2 separate regions of the Mus musculus genome follow, and region 1 is linked to region 2. A link is a contact called in public Hi-C data. All regions are on one chromosome and are shown on one strand. The core of a region is the stretch at or near the end of the contact, and the rest is flanking DNA. Distances in the headings are between cores, read along the strand shown. Region 1 has its middle 120 kb from the start of Dmac1. Region 2 holds the start of Dmac1 (distal membrane arm assembly complex 1).

Region 1 (4,855 bases), core at 463-2,962, 120 kb before region 2:
CTTGTACCATGCTAAAGCACAGAGCTGGAGGAAGGTATGATGTTAAGGCTTGTTGGTAATATTACGTTTTATTTTTACATTTAGAACAGTAGGACACAGAAAGGGAAACTATCACCAGAAAATTCTGATTGGGTTTGATTGGAAAACATTCTGATTATAGTGTAAAGACTGAATTGAAGATGTGCCAGGATGGAATCCAAGGGAGAGGTCGAGATATTATAGTAGTTCAGGGCAAAGATGGTTATCAGTTGGACAAAAATAGGTGGTAAGGTGAAAGATAACTGAAATATAAGAGTAATAGTATAGTAATGTATAAGACATCATAGTGAGAGCAGAGATAAGTGACAGTCTGTTTTTACTAATGAGTCAACTGTGACAGAACTAAGAAAAGTCCTCACAGGGGATATTGTGTTTTAGTATTCTCAATCATACCTTCCTTCTTCTTATTCCTGCTAGTGGTACTTTAGTAAACTTCAGGTTGTAGTTTCTCAAAGTCTTTAAGTTGGTCCTCTCCTTTTCTGCCCTTCTCTCCTTTTCTCTCCTTCACTGAAATATCCTTATAGGATGTGGTGATATATTTCCACCCCCCAATTAGTGCTTGATTTGTGATCAGTAATGGTTTTATAGTATCAAGATATTTGACAATGTCTGGAGATACATTTTTTTTCTTCAAACTAAAGTTATGGCATGTGGAATTTGGCTACTGATATGTACTGGATAGAAAAGAGGTATATTTATAAGCTTTGTAAAATGCACAGTATAGTGCTCTAGAGAAAATCTAGAAATCTCTGCCCCAAATACCAATAGAGTTAAGGTAAAAGCAAATTATGTCACAGAAGTTGACATTTTATAAAATCATCTAAATATAAAAATACTGCAGTAGCTACCTGCAAAAGATAAATTTAAAACTCTAAGGAGAAATTCAGATTCTGGGCTATAGCACAGGAAAAATCTATTATGAAAGAACAGTAATGGGAGAAAAAAAAACTGCACTGTTGCATTTCTGAATTAAAGGCAAGAGCAAGGCCAGCCAGACAAAAGTATAATTTATTGCCTAAACCATTAGCTGATTAGATTTTCCATAATATGGGTTTGAGACTCAAATGGATTACAATGGTGATCTTTGGGTCCAAACTAGAAAAATCATCTATCACATATGAGAATGGAGCAGGGAAAGAATATAAAATATTTAAAAGCTGCTGTAACTAACTTAATGAATTACACCAGTAAGGGCAAGACATAAAAATCCTTAATCCAGGGGAATGCCAAGGAAGAATTGGCAGGTAGTTCCCATCTTGTCCTGTTGTGAGAGATTGCAGCCCATATGTTCCTGCACTTGGGGCTGCAGAACAGTGGAAGCTTTTAACACTATATACATAGAAACCCTGCATCTTGCAGAGAGTGAAAAGGTTAAAAAAAAAAAGTCCTTGAATCCTGGACCTTCTTGGGCATTTTCTTTCTGGCTCAATATCAGATTCCTTTCCCCCAGATGGTATTTTTAACTTATTGTATTTTATCTTTAATGTAATCATCTTAGGGATTTTAATTGCTTATTTCCAATACTAATTTCCATTCCTCTGAATTCAGAGGAAGTGAATCTGCTTTCCTTTCAATAATACAAAAACAATTTTGAAAACTACCCAGCATGAATTGTATTTAGTTCTCCAATGAAAGGTCTGCTGTGTGTCAGCTATATGCACTTGTATGCATATGTGTGTGCTTAGTATTCTGCATTTGCATTTCTGGGTGTTGCTGGAAGGAAATGACTGATTGGATGCTCAAATACCATTGTTATTTATATAATAGTTTGAGACCTGTATGTTTAGAAAGGATTCTTTTGACTATTAGAACAAATCATTTACACTTCATTTTATATTAAACTGAAAAGTTTAGGCTAGCAAAACCTCGGAAAACTCAGGGAGTTTTCTAAGTGGAAGGAACAGGCAGACATTTTGGGGACCTTTTTGTAATGCCACTCTCAAGTATACAGCAAGAGGAATGAATGCAGGAGCTGTGTCGTGGATGTATTTCTTCCCTGTACTTTCAATTGTTATTTTCACTTCCCTTTCTGTGTGTCAGATCAGCTAGTGAAACTTCACATACTAGTGATCACTGATGTCTTATATATTCAGCATCTCAAACTGGAGTTAGCCTGTTGACAGGCTTCATTTTCTGAGTCCTTCTGTTGTGAGCCACTGCCATCAATCACATCAATTTCTACCCCACCTACCTTCTTAAGATGAAGCTTTCAGGTTTTTTTTTTCTTTTGAACAAAATCATGGTAAATATCTGATTTTTTTCAGTTTTGTGCATTTCCAATTCCATGGACACTTTTGTATCTGTGTTCTGTTTCCTTTCAGCTGTCTATGCAAGGTCTTTGCTTTTCTCTGGAACAATTGTGTGTCTGTGATCTCATGCTTCAGGTACTGCGTCCCTTTTAGTCTTTAAGTCTTGACAATTAAACATCTGAATATGGCCCTCACCTTGGGTCTTCCCCATTCTCATCTCAGCAGGGCTGCATGGGAAGGTTCTCCCTCCTCCCACCTCCATCACTGCAGATCTTCATCCAGTTACCTTTCCTGACACTGCACTGGCTCTCTCAGGACTGCATAGCCTGAGCCATAGAACAGTGAATAAGACAGAACTAATCTTTTCTTTGTTTTTCTTTTGATGCCCTATGTCCATGAACTAATTGTGAACTATGGCAGTGGTTATAGGTATATACCCACCTGAAGTCTACGTTTGGCATTGTTGAGCCCTTATTCTGTAATTTTTTTTTTCTGTTATTGTGGCTTGTTCCTGGTTTCTGTCTCTGTTTCTCCTTAGGCTCCTTTGGGGCCTGCTTTTTTTTTTTTTTCTTTTTTAAATCTTAATACGCTATGCTGTTAGCTTCAGTAACACTACTGTAGAATACTAAAATTTGCATGATGTTGAATTTACATTTTTTCTTACACTCCAATTCTATTTTGAACATTATCTTTTTCACGTTTCCTTTGTAAGTTCCATTTACTCTTCAAACTCACTATATTTTAATCTATGTCCAATATTTACATTAATCCTTCATTCTTTATGTTCTCCAGTGTGGTTGCTACTTTTCCTGATAGGCTGGTCCTAATGCAGCCAAATCCACTTGGGACAATAACTTATTTACATGGAGTCAATGCAAATTCTCGTATCTTCTCCACCTATCTGATTATTTAGTTTTACTTACTTTATTTTTCACATAAAATAATAGCTTTTATACATGTGTAACCACTGCTATAGTTTACAATTAGTTCATGGACATAGTACATCCAAACAAAAACAAAGAAAAGGTTACATCTGTCTTAGTCACTCTTCTATTGCTGTGAAAAGATACCATGACCAAGGCAATTCTTATAAAGGAGACTTTTCAAATGGGGCCCTGCTTATAGTTTCAGATGGTTAGTTCATGATAATCATGGCAGAAAGCAATCAGAAATGGGCAGTAGCTGAGACCATTACATTCTGATTTTCAGGGAGAAGGAGAGAGAGAGAGAGAGAGAGAGAGAGAGAGAGAGAGAGAGAGAGAGAGAGAGAGAGAGAGAGGGAGAGAGAGGGAGAGAGAGAGAGAGAGAGACCTGGTATGGGCTCTTAAAACATAAAGACTAACCCCAAGTGACACACCTTCAAGAAGGCCACACCCAATCCAATAAGGCCACTCCTCCTAAGTTTTCCCAAACTGTTCCACTACCTGGGGACACAGCATTCACATATATGCATATATAGCATCATTCTTATTAAAAATGCCTACTCTTCTAGAACAAAGAAGAGGCTACCAGTTACCTGTCTCAGGGTAAAAACCTCAAGCAGTCACTAAGTCTGAAGATTGCTGACATGATTCTGCAGTTTTAAACTTCTTTCATGATGGAGTATGTCTTGTATAGAACACAGTACACATGATTTGTTTCACAGAAATCATATATTAGTATAAGCTTCATGTCACAGTCTGAAACCAGACAGGAGATCCTTCTTTCGGTTCCTCCATATACCTGGAAAGGTCTCTTTCATATTATATTACCTCTTTTGTTGTTTTTTCATTTAAAATGCTTTGGATTTTCTTACTGATTCGGTTATTTGTTGGTTTAGTGTCTCTCTCTCTCTCTCTCTCTCTCTCTCTCTCTCTGTGTGTGTGTGTGTGTGTGTGTGTGTGTGTGTGTGTGTGTGTGTGTGTGTGTGTGTAAGCCTGAGGAAAATTTGGAGGAGTCCATCTTTTCCTCCAGCAACACAATTCTCAGAGAATCAAACTCAGGTTGACAGGCTGGGGAATAAGTACCTTTATTCACTAAACTATTGCCACTATCTATCATTTTTATTTTATTAGTTTTTGAGACAGGACCTCATGTATCTCAGGGCTCACCTTGAACTGGCTATAGTTGAGAATGATAGCTTCTGTTTCTCCTGCTTCTGCTTCTTGAGAGTTGGGATTAGAGTTTTTCACCAACATGGCCAGTCATATAGTGCGAGCGATCAAAATAAACGTTTAATGCATAGTAAGCAAGTACACTACCAACTCTACCGTCCTCTGTTTCCTTATTCTCAGCCTTCCTATACTCTAGTTCCCTGTTAAACCCATGACTTCTTTTTCATTAATATTATTGTTTTACACACACCTACAAACACAGACACTCCAATAAATATATAATAAAGCATTTCTGTTTGATTCTTTTGGCTGACCACTTAGTATTATGTAGCTAATCAAGAAACTTATTCCTAGTAAAGACTCATTTCCCCCTCTCTCAGCAGTTGATAACTGTTTGTCAGTTTTCATTTAGAGAACAGGTCACCTGAGATTTTACCCTATGCATATTTACGTATCATGTGGTGGTAGAATTGT
Region 2 (4,654 bases), core at 1,205-3,704:
TAACATATTTACATATGCTGTGTTGTCATTCCCCCTGCTCAGAATAACAGAATAATTGTTCCTTAACTATACCTGTCTGCCATCTGCCTGTAGCAGCCAGGGATGCTCGGTCTCAAACATGATAAAAAAAAAAAGAAACATGTAACATATAATATACAAATAATAATCATGCATAATTCTAGCATGCATATTTTTTACTCGGGAATATATAATTTAAACATGTCTTAACCTCTGCTACATAAAAAAATTAAATGTTATATGTAGAATGGAAGACATAGTGAAAAGGAACAACAGAAATCATGAATTTCTAAAATGAAATTCTGTTGAATCATCTGGAAAGTTATGTAGCAGAATGCTAATTGAAAAGAGCTTCTTAATAGTCAAAGTTTTCAATCAGGAAAGTTAGCACCTGATCCCAAACTCATTTTTACATATGAAGAATTCTGAGTACCAGCAATTATAATAAATAGCCTCTGTTTCATTGCTGGCACATCACAAATATATGTAGCACAAAGGTATAAAATTAAAACTTTCCTAACATATCTTTTTCTATGATGTAACACATGGAGGCATTTGATTAAATATATGTATAGATATATAGGTATCCACAGAAAGCATGCATAATTTATTTCTATCCTCTATACACATGCACACACACACACACACACACACACACACACACACACACATATTATTCCAGTTTCCTTTAATTTTGTTTTGACCTATTTAACTACTTCTTTATTTTTACATTTTATCCTTTCCAAATATCACATTTTATTTGAGAAATTTAAATATTAAATTCCTCTTCAACAAAAACATTTTAAATGTTAATCAGAATGAGAAAATCTTTTGAAAATTGTTGCTCCATTTTTACCCGTTTTCTATAAAAGAAACCACCTAAACTCAAAAATAACATTTTCTTATATGACTTTTCCTTGGGAGACAAGAACAAACATTTACTAATCCCAGACAGGGCACTTGTGGACAACCTACTAGCACTGAAACAATTCTAAGCTTAGCTTAGTGAACCAGGAAATTTACTGAGCTGTTTCCTGAACCAAGGGTGACTATTTTGCTGAAAGGCTGACCCAGTATGGGGGTTACTCATGAAAGCTGAATCTCTGGGGCACTTTGCTCAATTTGGATGCCAACTCTGTAGGTCACAGTCCCCTCTGCCCAAGTTTTATTGTGTATATAACCTTAGGGTTGAATATTGTTTTTAGGAAATGATGAATTTGTTTTTTGAACCTTCTATGTTTCCTTTCATTCCTGGGTCTTTAGGAGCCTCCCTTCAGGTTAGAAGGTGTCAGTTTAGAGGAAACTGCTACATAAGAATTTAGTTTTTACCAATATCCTCCTGAGAACAGCAAGCACAAGAAATAGATAGCCAACTGTAAGCAGAGAGAATGAAAAGCGAGCTGAGACTGGAGTTGGTGACACCTGTTGTTTTGCAAAGACACAGTCAGAAAGATGCAGTCTTTTGTTTTCCATGTGTGTGTTGTGCATGTATATGTGTTTGCATGTGTGGGTACAGATGTGTGTATGGTCCCAGTTGCCTCTGGATACCAGGGATTACTGTCTAGAGTCTCTCTTGAATGCTTCTCACGTTATATGTTAAGGCAAGCACTCCACCTGAATCCAGAACTCAGATCGTGGCTAATGTAGCTAAACTGTTTCTCTTGTAGTTCATCTCCTTGTTCTGACTGAGAATTATAGATGCCCTGCCATACCCACTCAACATTCTGTGGGTTCTGAGCATCTGAACTTATCTTACATTTCCTGCCCGCAGAGCAAGCACTTTAACCACAGAACCATCTCCTCGGCCCTTTAAAGCTCATCTGACAGGATAAAAATGCAAAAGTGTAAAAAAAAGTCATTAACCTGAGTTTGCACCTAATTTTTTTTATGAGAATTAAAATCATAAATATGACACAATTGAGAGCACAACCTTAATAAACAAAGAGAGTATCCAGGTAATTCAAACACATTTTTAATATCTTGATTATATCTGTATATTTCTTTCAAAGTAAGTACAATGTGAAAACTTTGAGCCTTTACTGGTCTATCTTGTACTAGGAAACGAGTATGTTGAGAAACGGCAGAATACACAGAATTGCAATAGGTAAGCACTTGGGTAAGAACATACAATTACTTAGAATATAATCTCTGTTGATTAGACTTCATGCCAGGACCTTAGTTTGTGTTAGTCGGGAAGCTTAGAGATCCACAGTTTTTCTTTAAGAAGACTGAAATCTATACTTTCATAAAGTAGTATAAAACAGTTTCTAACACACCGGGATGAGGCAGCCTTGACTTTTGAACTTCTGGATTACACAAGCCTCTGAGGCGGCTGCAGCTCCGCCCTGTTCCGCCCGGCTCCTGCTGCAACTACATTTCCCAGAAGCGCGGCGGCTTTTACGTCAGCGTGCTGCTTTCCGGCAGCATTTTACAGCATTTCAAAGTGAAGGCTCGGCTCGCTGTGCACTCTTCTGACATGGGGTCCTCTTTTTCGGGGAGTACCGAGTTTTCCGCTCCTGCCCCCCCAACTGTTTCCACAGCGGTTCCCGCGAACCCACCCGCGAAATCCGCCGTGCCGGCCTCCCCCGCCCGGGACCCTGAGTTAAAAACCTGCTGGAGTTGTCGCGTGCTGTCGGGCTCTACACTCTTCGGGGCGGGCACCTACGTCTATTTGGTGGCCAGGCGGCCCCTGAAGCAAGGAATCCCACCTGGCCCAGGCACCGTTCTGCAGATGGTCATCGGCATCAGTGAGCAGGAGCGGGGACAGCGTGAGGGGTGGGGTGGGGTGGGTGATTACTGGGACGCCTTTCCCCTCACGGCCCTGTAAGAAAGATTACCGAATGATCGACCTTTCTTCTTCAACCATGAGAGGGTTAAATAAAATGCTTTATGCAGAGCACTGGGTAAACTAAAATGTAATATACAAAAGGCACTTTTTTTTCTTGTTCTTTTTTTCAGGTATTGCCTGTTGGGGTGTAGTTGTTCTGGTAGACCCCAAAGGGAAGAGCCACCCAGTTATTTGAAAATACCAGCAGTTCATTGTTGTCTATCATCACTGGCTTCTGGGCAGACAGAACAAGCGTTGGGTTGGTGGATATTCGTTGCACACACGGCCAAGGATGTACTTAACTGTAAGGACATACCGAGAAGATTGTGAAGATATGAGCTGTCATTCTTTGGCCATGGATGCTTACGGTTTACCCCCTCTCAGATTATAAAGAGACAAATAAACCCCTTGGAAGCAAACATGGTTCTCTGTCTTGTCCAGGGAGGTTATGTGCTGTTCAGTTTATACTGAAAGATAACGTTTTTGAGAACATATTAAAATGGGATAAATGATAAACCAACAGCAAAATAAACTATTTTTTAAATAATAAGTAGTTCTTTTAATTTTTCTAAACATATCAACAGTTATTGGCAACCTAACCCTAAATAGGTACATGAGAGTTTTTCAAACTTTCCAAATTATCTTCAAGTCCACCCCTGATTATATTATTGCATCTGAAAGCCTTGGACCTAGCCATTGGGTGTCCTTTAGTGGCTCATCCGTTCAGTGATGGAGCAAATTTTTCTTCCTAGTTCTGTCTTTCACAGCTGACTTAGTTTCAGAGAGCCAGGAGTTCCTTTATACATTAAATGTCAGTATGTAATAAAAGATGTAAATGAAAATATTTGAGAAAAATTCCAAAAGAAAAATCTGCTGATGGCTTTTTCCGTAGATATTTAGGATGAGTTTATAAGGGCTTTAAAAAGTTATAAAAGTAATGTATGCTTACTGTCAACTAATACTGAGGCTTCTCTGCAAGCATGTTTATTTAGGTGGTTCTTCAAAGCAGAAAAGGACTATGAAGTTCAGTACCAGTTTACAAGTTTTGACTACTATTTTGAGCAGATAATATTGTTCAGCTGGAACCTCTATACAAGCTGGGAAACCCCATCTACCTCCTTCTACCAACCCTGCATGCACTGGGAAAACTCACAAAGAATAGCACCCAAAACCCAGTTCTACATATCTGGGAGCCGATGCAGCCTGCCTTTCTGACATGGCCAGCCCACTCAAGTGCCCGCCAGTATATCCAGCTTTTGACCCTCCATACATGGACACAGCCCCAGCTCCTGGCCAACACACCATCTCCTGAGGTCTATAAAACCCTCGTGTCTTAGCCCTGACTGTAATATCCTCAGCCCTGGTCTTGGAGACTAAAGAATCTGCAAAGAAGGAGTGCCAAATCTGCATTTATTTATATCACCAAGAGAGAAAATACTTAATAATTATTACTTTAATATTCTTGAATTCTATACATTGAATATGAATTATTTTGATCATACCTCTCATGCTATTCTTTCAACTGCTTAGCTACCTCTGCAACCCTTCCTTTCAATAAGTTCCCCTCTTGTCTTTTTTTTTTTTTTAATGATACACCGAGTTTAATTAGGACTACTTGCATAAGTATAGGTAGGAATCTTAAAAATCTTAAAGTAATGAAGTGAATTTTGTTTTTTTGTTTGTTTCTGAGTATATCAGAAAATTGTCTATAATGACTGTAATGGTGCCATTTATTTATTTATTGTTTGGTTTTTCTCAACCTGACACTAGTGTTTTCAATTTAAAAAAGAAAATCCCCTTTTAGATTGC

Evidence for each region. Hi-C and Micro-C count contacts between places; a contact is called where the count stands out from the background.
Region 1: a contact with region 2 is called in a Hi-C map of pre-pro-B cells, with 2.1 times the contacts expected there. The contact joins the enhancer-like site here to the promoter of Dmac1 in region 2. A contact is called at or near these places in 3 of 39 promoter capture datasets (the C10 cell line and the HPC-7 cell line), 1 of 484 Hi-C or Micro-C datasets (pre-pro-B cells), 1 of 115 datasets of contacts at active chromatin or transcription factors (bone marrow-derived macrophages) and 1 of 9 other capture datasets (liver).

The regions. Positions count from the first base shown.
Region 1 is chr4:75,391,643-75,396,497 of GRCm38.p6, reverse strand. No RefSeq gene overlaps it. Among named protein-coding and RNA genes, the nearest start is that of Dmac1, 120 kb to the right of the region's middle. Within about 2 kb of position 1,712, at least 4 of the 459 cell types and tissues checked have an H3K27ac peak or open chromatin away from gene starts, as enhancers often do. A contact at or near this core is called in pre-pro-B cells, where this site is marked.
Region 2 is chr4:75,276,092-75,280,745 of GRCm38.p6, reverse strand. It overlaps Dmac1 (distal membrane arm assembly complex 1), which reads left to right and starts at 2,454. Exons shown (of 2, transcript NM_025849.4): 1 at 2,454-2,765; 2 at 2,977-3,395. The coding sequence starts at 2,495. The coding sequence ends at 3,041.